Linked DNA regions of Mus musculus: regions 2 and 3 are each linked to region 1. Evidence: chromatin contacts called from public Hi-C data. All regions are on one chromosome and are shown on one strand. The core of a region is the stretch at or near the end of the contact, and the rest is flanking DNA. Distances in the headings are between cores, read along the strand shown. Region 1 has its middle 91 kb from the start of Gm33944. Region 2 overlaps Slc8a1 (solute carrier family 8 (sodium/calcium exchanger), member 1). Region 3 overlaps Slc8a1 (solute carrier family 8 (sodium/calcium exchanger), member 1).

Region 1 (3,538 bases), core at 440-2,939:
AGACAGGGTTTCTCTGTGTAGCCCTGGCTGTCCTGGAACTCACTTTGTAGACCAGGCTGGCCTCGAACTCAGAAATCCACCTGCCTCTGCCTCCCGAGTGCTGGGATTAAAAGCCTGCGCCACCACGCCTGGCGTGAGTCAGCTTTTTACACGAATGTTTAATGGAGGTGAGCAATTGCTTGCAGCTGCACATATTGAAGAGGTTTATTTCTCTTCTGGTAGGGGACAAGATGATTTGCCAACTGCATTGGTTGCTCCCATGTTCTTGAGGATGAGTTGGTCCCACTGCACTGCATGGATGCTTCCTTCCCTCTCTGCTTCCTTTGGGCTTTCTTCCTCACAGGGCATCCTAGAGGGGCTAGGCACTCAGATTTAGTATCTTCAGAAGGGCTTTACCCATGTGAGCATAGGAAGCCAGCAGAACTGGGCTTTGGCATGAAGATAAACACGATCGCTTTCCTAGGAACAAAGACGGCAAGTCCAACTGAACAACAGAACATCTCTCGGGAAGTAATAGGCATAGTTCGAGAGTACAGGTGTTGGTCTAATGAATGCTTGGATTCATCACTGGGATTCTGATAGGATACTTAGCCAACCTATTCATATTTGATTGAAAATTTCTAAAGAACAAACAAACAAGTCTCCCTTGCCCCCAACCTAGTTCCATTGTTGTCTGGGAGGCAAAACAAACTTATGTCTCAGAATGTAGCAGTGACATGAATGTTCTAGAAAGATGGTAGGAGAGGAATTGATTCTGCTAGTGCCGATAGAATCATGAGTAGGTAGGTTGTTTTCTCCTAAGACTGGAGTTTCAAAGGTTGGGCTGTGCCTGCACAGAGGGCTTGGGTACTTAGGGAGCTGTGTGGGGAGCAGGCCAATGCTGTGGGGGATATACAACGCAATCCCTCAGCTTTGTGATGCCTTTGTTTCCTGTTCTAGAAACATGACGGGAAAATACCCATCTCATACACATTGAAAGCAACACACACTCCCTGGTATATAACAGAAATAGGATCAGGGCCTCAGAAAGTGATATAACTGAGTGTATAATATGTTTTGTATGAACTATTTCTGTTATTAGGTGTAAATTTGAAGCATTTAATTCATACCCAAGAAAGTCAATGGAAGATAAAATGTCATTTGAAAAATATGAAAAATGTGAATTTTGGCAGCCTTCTCTTGCACATTTTATTTGTTACAACAACAACAACAACAACAACAACAACAAAACAACAGCAACAATGACAACAGGGATATTTTCGTAAAGTTGCTTTTGATGAGAATGCTAAATCACCAACCAAAGAGTACACATGGAGGGACCCATGGCTCCAGCTGCATATGTAGCAGAAGATGGCCTTGTTGGACATCAATGGGAGGACTGGCCCTTGGTCCTGAGAAGGCTCGATGCCCCAGTGTAGGGGAATGCCAGGAAGTGGGTGGGTTGGTGAGCAGGGGAAGGGGGGATGGAATAGGGGGGTTTTGGAGGGCAAACCAGGAAAGGGGATAACATTTGAAATGAAAATATATAATAATAAAAATATATTTTAAAAAAGAGACTAGAACACTTGGACAGCTGGTATTTGTATGGCCACTAGAGGGCAGCGTTGGCATTGGAATAAGGGATGATTCCGCATCTTCAGTCTGAGAACCAAGCTTCCTCTGAAATGCAGACTATTGCAGAATTATGATATATACAATGACTTGATGCAGTGGCTTTGCATTACAGGAGATACTACGCGATCGGAATTGGACCCTTCTGTGTTACCGGCAACATGCATTTTGAAGGGAATCCTTCAGTCCTGGTGGCTGGCATTGTGGGATGGGTATTTCAGGCTCCAGATCCACTGGCACTTGAGGGATTAGAAAGGATTTTTTCCTTTTCACTTCACCAATTTCACTTTCCATTGCAAACTGCAGGAATCTGAAGTTTTCCAGTGCAAACACCTTTCCTTTATCTTCACACAGGTTAGCTTTTCACTCGTCATGTTTCCGGGGCACTGCCGCAGAGGTTATTCTTGTTATCTTTGTTTGATGCTGTGGGGTAGCTGGGGATGCTGTCCTCATGGCCTTTAATATATACAGTAACATAAAGTCCTCATGTGGTTTTAATCACTTTCTTGCTTTGCTGGTGGAGCTGGGGCTGAGTTGCACCTGCAACCACTCAACTGACCGAGTCCAGGATGAGCTACATGTGTGGTTTCCCTTCCGGACTCTTCAATCTCCAGGCTGCTTCTAGCACTGCCCCGCCCAGACCTTCAGACTAGAACAGTATCCAGGAAACGATATTGAAAAGCATACCAAGAAAGAATATTTTCGTTTAAATTTTTATGCGCGATATCTTGTGAAGAATGTCACTTTATTTTTAAACTTGAGATTGGTTTCTCAAAATCAAAGCTTGACAGGAAGCTGCAAGAGATGCTGAGGAGGAAGTCCACGGATCCTCTACCCAGCTCATTACAGGAGCAACATCTTGTACAACCGCAGTACCATACCTTGACAGGAATGTTGCTATTCCTGTTTCTCTCCCAGTACTACATCCTTCTGGTACTGTAATAATTTTGAAATCAGACCAAGTCCCTTTAAGTTTGTTATTTTATGAATTGTAATAGCTATGGTAATCATTTTACCTTTCTACATAAAATTTAGAATGTCTACATGCATAAAAGTATTGTTAGGACTTTGACATTCAAGCAAACCTGTCTATTTGGGAAGAATAGTATCTCCGAGGTCATCCACGAACATCACTTATTTTCCCATTTATTTACAGCTCTCAGTGCTTTGCTCGTCCTGGAGCAATTTTGGTTCCCAAGTTCTATCATGGTTTGTTAGGTTTGCATCTTTGAATTTCTTCGTTGGTTCTGTTAGATAGTAGTCACTGGTGTTGTGTTTGTTAGTATAATGGATATAATTTATTTTTATGTTGAGATTCTATGACTTTGAAAGACACTTATTAGCTCTTAAAGGGTTTTAATTTTTTATAGCCATGTTGGCTCCCTTCTTTCCTTCCTTCCTTCCTTCCTTCCTTCCTTCCTTCCTTCCTTCCTTCCTTCCTTCCTTCTTTTCTCTCTCTCCCTTTCTCTCTCTCCCTTTCTCTCTCTCCCTCTCTCTCTCCCCTCCCTCCCTCCCTCCCTCCCTCCCTCCCTCCCTCCCTCCCTCCCTCCCTCCCTCTCTCTCTCTCTCTCTCTCTCTCTCTCTCTCTCTTTCTTTCTTTCTTTCTTTCTTTCTTTCTTTCTTTCTTTCTTCTTACAAAGACAATCACTTATTTATAACCAGGAATAATACACTGCTTCCTTTCCACTTTATATCCCTTTAACTTATATTTCTGGCTTTATTTCATGACATAATATAAAATAAAATGAGTCACTGTGGTAAGAGCAGAAGTCCCTTGTATTATTCCTGCATATAGATATTATCCTACCCATGGACATAATTTTCCTTACTCATGGCATATAAAAATTTTAAACATATTGTTATCTGCTGTTATACTTTGAAGAATTTTTGATATCTATATATGTGATGAACATGGGTTTAGGCTTTC
Region 2 (3,538 bases), core at 585-3,084, 410 kb after region 1:
GCCATTATTTCAAGCTACCCTTAATGTCTGTAGTTCTAAGGGCCCCCTTCCTATAGATTTCATTTACTGATTTAAGAGGTTTCCCTTTTTCACTTTCAGGAAGATTTTCCTGATAGGAGCGATAGCATACACGTCTTTCCTTCTTGCAATGTTATAGCCATGGCTCAAAGGTTACCAAGTAGGACGCTGGTGATCTCCTGCCCAGTTCCTAAAGTGATGCCTGCTCACAGTCATTTCAGGTCTTCACAGAGAAGCCTGGGTTCCAACATGATCACTCTCAGACCTGGGCAAAATCGGAACTGACCCTGGAGTCCCATGTGTGCATGGCAAGTGGGTTGTACTACGAGGCTACAGCCCCAGCCCAGGGTGTTTTTTCTTATGAGATAAAGTCTTCTAGGTTTGACCTCATGATCCCCCTGCCTCCGGCTCTAGATTAGTCAGAATCAGAGGCCTGATTAGGATTTAACTAACAATCTATAGGTCAGCTTTTGATAAAATAAAGATTAAAGATATCTTAAGTTACAGCCTTTGTGGGGTTTTTGTCTTTTGATTTTTTGTTTGTTTGTTTGTTTGTTTTTGTTTTTTGGGTTTTTTTTTTTTTTGACTTTAATATTAAAAGTGAGCAACACAGTGGGATTTTCATAGAGGGAAAAGCAGGCAGGCAGAGAGCCAAGCATGGTAGGAAGCACAGAACAGGACAGTCCTCCAGATTGCCATGGATCAAACAATGAACATGTCTACTGTTGTGGTCATGGGCTTGGCTATTTAACAGGACAATGACCCCAAGCCTCAGTTTCTTCATCCCTCCAATGATAAAAACCTAATTAGAATGTTTACCTTGCAAGATGGTCACAGGCAATGGTGTGCTGATGTTGGTAAGGCACACAGGGCACTGTCATTTACACATTGTTGATGCTCAGTACATACTGCCTCTTGATGCTATTCTGACATTTTACTTATTCAAAGAATAGAACACAGACAAACGGAATGAAGGAGAGAGATCTAAGGAGTTTATGGTCTCCTGTGGCTGGGTTGTGTAGTTCTGACCATAGGCTCAGAAAGAAGTTTCTCTGATAGGCAGACTCTGACCCTCTGGCACTACTGTCACCCCCCATTCCTTTAGCAGGGGCCCTTGCTACAAACTAGACTGCAACATATCACAATTAAACCAGATCCCAACTATATCCCTGGGCCCAGGCATTTAGAACCGCAGTTAGGGCTTTTACCCATGAGACTGTGAGGATATGTCTTATGCATTTCTTAATGGAAATCTTATTCCCATGAGAACAAATGAAATCTGAGGCCTGTTAATGAAGGTTAACTTATTTACAAAAAGAGGAAAATTATGATAAGCCCATCTTAATGCAGGAAAGGTTCGACAGCTCACAACTAGACATCGATGGTGAGAAACGGTTACAATAATCACATTCAATTCCAGACTTTCATCTACAAGCCTTAACAGAAAGGCATAACCCTACAGATTGCAAGCTGATGCCATAGCTATATATGGTCACAGAAGTCCTAAGGGGGGGAAGAAAAAGAAAGGGAGAGAAGAAAACCCAGATGATATGTCTCCTAATTTGTGAGTATGTTCAACTGTGGGGATCTTGGCAACATTTTCAAAGAAGACCCATTCATCAGCTTCACTGTGGTGCGTGTAACACTTTCCATCGCTTTCCATCACCCTTTGGGAGAGCTCTCTCTGTCAAGCTGAAGGTTTTTCTCCACAGAAAGCCCTGTTAGACAAACATCAAAGACAGCTGGATTCTATATTCTGTGGGCTTCACGGCCCCAGAGGGCAGGAGCTCTCCAGTTCACTTGTGACTCACTTCAAGAGCATGGCCTCTTCCCTCCTTCCCTCCTCTTTCTACTTCTCTTGGCCTTCTGGCTAGACAGGCTGTTTCTGGAAAGTGCTGGAGTATGTTAAAGAGTTGTTGTCTTGCATTTTTCACCCACAGTGAGTCTGGGATCCAGGGCTCTTGCTGCAGAGATTTCCTCCCTGCAGTTAATATACTATTGTTTATAGGCTGAGATTGTCTTTCTGGCTTCATTTCCCCAGCGTGACAATGGAAAGTCATTATCTCTGAGTTTGATCTTAACATAGGAAGGGAGAGCAAATTGCCTCATCTAATGGTGAATGGAAGGAAAACCCCTGGTGGTTTGTGGAAGGAGAGGTGCTAAGGGAATGCAAAGGGGAAAGAAAGGATCCTTTCAAAATACCAACAGCAGCCTCACAGGGCACAGTTATCTGGCCAACTCAGGGGTAAAAAGTTAAACAGTGTGGCCAAGTACACATTGAACATGGCAATCCCAGAGTGCCAAACTATTTGTCAGCACTAACATTAATCATTTTTGCCTTGAAAGGTCTCGGTTTAAGACGTGATTGTTATAATTTTCTTCCGTTGTTATTATTATATTAACAGTGAGCTTATTGAAAGGTAAGTGTCCACTGTGACATGACTCTGTCTCAGCAGACATGATACTGGCCCTTTCCTCACAGAAAAGTTACTACGGATGCTTTATAGGTAAGAGCATCTCAATGTGGGTTAGTCTAGAAAAAAAAAAAAAAACAAAAAAAAAAAAAAAACAAAACAAGGCCCAACCAAAACAAACCACCAGTTGTGTATACATCTCTCATGTTCAAAAGCTACAGCCTATAACTCAATGTCAGTAAGAACAATGCCATAAATAACTAATAATAAATCATAGTCACTCTGCTTTTTCCTCTCCTACAGTGACCTCAAGACAGACTTGCATTTGGGCAAGGGGATCTCCATCTCTTAGCAATGTTTATTTTAAGCTAAATGAAATTGTAATTGTAAGTCGTTCTGCTGATATCACCTCCGTTGCCCAACAGTCTCAGGGAAATGTGCTACTTTATCATGTTTACAGAGAAAGAAAAAGAAACCTTACAAAGCCAGAGTAACACAACCATAACTACACAGAAAGATCTAGAACCCAAGGGTTCCCATTTCACCTGTCCACTTGTCGATGAAATAAACCTAATTTATTAAAAAAAGTTAAGAGAAAAGATCCATAAACAGATAGTTTGAGGCCATAGACTCCATCAGGATGTCAACCCTTCCCACTCTCCCAGCCTCCACTGCTTGTCTCCCGATACCGGAGAATGGTGCTGACACTTGCATGTAGGCATCCTTCCAAATGAGAGCACATCAGAGGAACTGACGCTAACTTGGCAGAGCAAATTAATTCATGCACTTGCCCTAAGAAGTTTCAGAGGGCAGCATCAATCTGTTTAGAGGCAGACCTGCTCTCTCACCCAGTAAGACACACACAGCACCATGAAGCCATCCTCCATATTTGGGGCACCCACTGGTTTACAAGAGATTCCAAACAAACACCCATTATAAGTTAGGGAACTGAAAATGACCATTGTGGAAGAGAGTCATAGAGACAGGAAGAGTCTCACCAATAGCTCCGGTGTATAGAGAAATTTTAAAGAAAGAATGTATATGTAATTTTTGGATTATAGAAAATGCATAAGGCTATATAGGATACACACATACACACTCACACA
Region 3 (3,538 bases), core at 309-2,808, 360 kb after region 1:
ATGACACTGTGAGACCTGATGTTGGCTTTGTTCTGCTACCTGCAGTGGGATCTAGGTCCTGTGGTAAAGTTTCTGTGGCTATTCAGTGGGCATTGACAGTGTGAAGATTTCATCTAACAGAATCATGGGATGTAGATGGGAAATAGGCAACTAAAATGAAGACACAGAACCAGTATCATGACACAGAAAAAAAAAATGATAATTTTCTTTCTATCTTAAGCAGGTCAAGTGAATTGGCCAGAAATGAACAGGTGAGGAAAGTTTTAAAAATATCAAAATTACCAAAGTATGATTTTTTGAACTCTAACATGTGTTAGCATTTTTAAGAGACATAGACCCAAATATTCTTATCCATGTTATCTCAGAACCACGAAGTCAGAGCCCCCTAGAGGAAGCTAGACATCCATAGTGTAAAACAGGTGATTTTTGTGCCAGCATGGTCCTGGCTCAGTTCCAGTATGCACCAATGATTATATATATACTAAGCCACACTTCCTTGTGTTCCATGAGCTGAATGAAAAGTCTTCAGAGCATGCCTAGAAGCCAGATATTATTATTATTGATATTTATAGAGAAAGATTGGACAACTCACCTATAGTCACTTTAATTCTTTATAATTATAAAAATAATATATTTATGTTATAAATATATATATATATAATAAGTATATATGTATTACATATGTGTTATTTGTTTATATATAATTTATTATGTATACAATATGTAATTTATATATAATTTATTTTATATATGTGTATATAATTTCATATACATTTTTTTCAAGAATTTCAACAATCTCCCTGGGTGGTGGTGGCGCACGCCTTTAATCCCAGAATTTGGGAGGCAGAGGCAGGTGAATTTCTGAGTTCGAGGCCAGCCTGGTCTACAAAGTGAGTTCCAGGACAGCCAAGGCTTTACAGAGAAACCCTGTCTCAAAAACAAAACAAAACAACAACAACAACAAAACAAACAAACAAAAAAAGAATTTCAACAATCTATGGGCTTGCTCCTATTGAAAGTATGCCAAATTTGAGAGGCTTTCAATTCTCAAGAATATGAAGGAAGATCTGAATACCTAGCTAAGGAGGCAATGCAAGCTTACACCATGAGAATAAACTCTCCATTACTTGTGGAAGCCTCTGATAGGCAGTGTGCAAATGGCTTGGTTTCACCTCAGAGAGAAATTAAAGTGATGGGCTGTTTAACACGATGTCTGTAATGACAATGAGAACTTCCCCAGTGGAAGGCAGGTGTTGACAAAGCCTCCAGCAGCTGATCATGTCATTTAGATGATGATGAAAATATTCAGCGTTGACTCTCATTCTGTTCTCTTGGCTCAGAGAGATTAAGGGACTTATTCTTCAGTCAACGCCATCAGTCTTTTATTCTTTGGTTCCCTGCAGCATGGGCTTTGCAGGTGCTTTGTGGTTACTTAATGGTCCTTCCTTTGTTATCTGGTGGAGACAGCTCTGACAGTATTGGTCCCTCTCTGGACCATATGGCCTTTATAGAAGTCATTCAGTCCATGCTTCCTGAACAAACAGCTGAATGAATAAAAGACTGTATGACTCACTAAGCAGCAGAACTCATAATCCAATATCTGAGCAGTTCCACCCGTCACACAGCTATTACTAACATGAGGCGGAAATCTCTCTTGTCTCCCTCCCTCTGCTGGGCACCGCTCTGCCTTTCTAAAGCCATACACAATTATTCCCATGATCCTTCCCATTCACACTTGAACGGAGCTGTCTGGATCATCTTCCAGGTTCTTGCCCACCGTTTCCTTTACAATCTGACCCCTAGATATTTCACAAATGAATCATTCCTCCTTGGAGAGTGTTTGTCAATGACCCTACTGAAATGCAGTACTTAAGAATTGAGGACCATGTTGCTGAGATGAGCTATAAAAAAAAATCAGCTTTTCTTAAAACGTTAATTTCTTTCTCTCTGGCAACACTCTTTCTTCTAAAACAAATATATGGTTAATAAACATTCTTTTCAGCCAGGCATGGTGGCACTCTAGTCACATCTTCCAGAAACTAGAGGCAGACAGATCTCTATGAGTTTGAGGACACCCTTGTCTATATAGTGAACCCCAAGTCAGCTAGGGTTACATTTTAAGTCCATGTAAAAAAATGTTATTTTCAGAATTTATTAGTTGTTTAAAATGGGTAATAGCTTTCACCTAACTAGAATATCTTAGCAACTTTATTTTATACCTCAATGTAATGACCTAGGTAGGATATAAATACAGTTCTTTGAACATTAGTCATGTGCTCCAATCTATGAAGTACACTTTGCAAATAGGAAAGTAAGTTACATACCAGAACAATCAAGTTTGCTTTAGGAATCACAAGTTTCTCTGCTATTCCCCCTTGGTGCATCAATACTTTGGTAAACAGAAAATATGCAGTTCCCTTTTACTGAGTAGCTGGCCTACTGCTAAGTAGAGGTAATGACGCCCCCCACCCCCGCATCCCTCCAACTTCTATACATCTGAGATAAATACCCAAGAATCTGTGGAGATGGGATTCAATCATTACTAGTACTTGAATACTACTGCTGTCATTGAAAATTTAATATGCTTCTAATATCCTCACCACAATCCTGATTAAAGCATTGAGCAACTCTGGCCTCCAATGTGACACTGTTTTGTTTTGTTTCTTCCCCTACTGTATTCTGTTGTCTGAACTTAGCTGACTATACCATTCATTAGAACTTATCCGACTAGACCCTCATTTATCTGAGATTAGCTGACAGGTTTTCTGAGCAGGTTTGCTTTCATGGCATTTCATCTATGTGTCATGGTATGCATATGCTTAAAAATCAATGTCAAATTTTGCCTTGGTGTTAAAAGTGACAAAGATAGGATTCACCCAAGATCAGAGGTTTATTAAATAATAAGGAAATAGCTTTCAACTATTTTGGGTTCCTTTAAACTCTTAGCATCTCTTTGAGTTACTTTGATGGTATGTCTCATTGTTAAGAAGACCAAGGATGGGCTTGAAGTTCAGTGGACCATGTAACATGGGAGATCATACTTGAAAAGAGACCTTCCTCCATTTTCAATAATTTTCGTATTTGATCTTTAAAGACTCTGTTCAAAAGAACATTTGGTGAACTAATGAAAATGCATTAAAATAAAAATGTGAATGACCTTTATTCTCTTTGTGACCTCGAAACTCTATCAGTCATAACTCAGAACAAACATAGTCACTCTGGCTCTCACTCATGGCAGCTTTTATCTCTTCCCATTTTAAAATGGGTATTCCCATTTCAACCAGATTTGAAGTGGTGATGAGAGAGAGCAAGTGAACCAAAGCCTATAAAACTCTTTAACCGGAATTTGGACAACAGGTACTAGACTTGGCTCCCTGTGTTTGAAAGGTCAGGCATGTGCGTATGGTGGCACTGTATTGATTTCCTCACTGACTGCTAAGGGGTAGGTGACATCTCACTTTCAAACTCCTCCCACTGTACAAAACCAATAGCCGGCTCATCCCTCCCAAATAATGACTTCAATATTTCAGGAATATTT

Evidence for each region. A called contact is a pair of places that touch in the nucleus more often than the background predicts.
Region 2: a contact with region 1 is called in a Hi-C map of the N1E-115 cell line, with 14 times the contacts expected there. The contact joins two enhancer-like sites. A contact is called at or near these places in 2 of 484 Hi-C or Micro-C datasets (the N1E-115 cell line and uterus).
Region 3: a contact with region 1 is called in a Hi-C map of the N1E-115 cell line, with 9 times the contacts expected there. The contact joins two enhancer-like sites. A contact is called at or near these places in 4 of 484 Hi-C or Micro-C datasets (the N1E-115 cell line, cerebral cortex, cortical neurons and 1 more).

What each region holds. Positions count from the first base shown.
Region 1 is chr17:81,192,027-81,195,564 of GRCm38.p6, forward strand. No RefSeq gene overlaps it. Among named protein-coding and RNA genes, the nearest start is that of Gm33944, 91 kb to the right of the region's middle. Within about 2 kb of position 1,690, at least 12 of the 459 cell types and tissues checked have an H3K27ac peak or open chromatin away from gene starts, as enhancers often do. A contact at or near this core is called in the N1E-115 cell line, where this site is marked.
Region 2 is chr17:81,603,572-81,607,109 of GRCm38.p6, forward strand. All of the region lies in intron 2 of Slc8a1 (solute carrier family 8 (sodium/calcium exchanger), member 1), which reads right to left. Among named protein-coding and RNA genes, the nearest start is that of Slc8a1, 130 kb to the right of the region's middle. Within about 2 kb of position 1,835, at least 21 of the 459 cell types and tissues checked have an H3K27ac peak or open chromatin away from gene starts, as enhancers often do. A contact at or near this core is called in the N1E-115 cell line, where this site is marked.
Region 3 is chr17:81,552,998-81,556,535 of GRCm38.p6, forward strand. The region is part of intron 2 of Slc8a1 (solute carrier family 8 (sodium/calcium exchanger), member 1); the gene reads right to left. Among named protein-coding and RNA genes, the nearest start is that of Slc8a1, 180 kb to the right of the region's middle. Within about 2 kb of position 1,559, at least 12 of the 459 cell types and tissues checked have an H3K27ac peak or open chromatin away from gene starts, as enhancers often do. A contact at or near this core is called in the N1E-115 cell line, where this site is marked.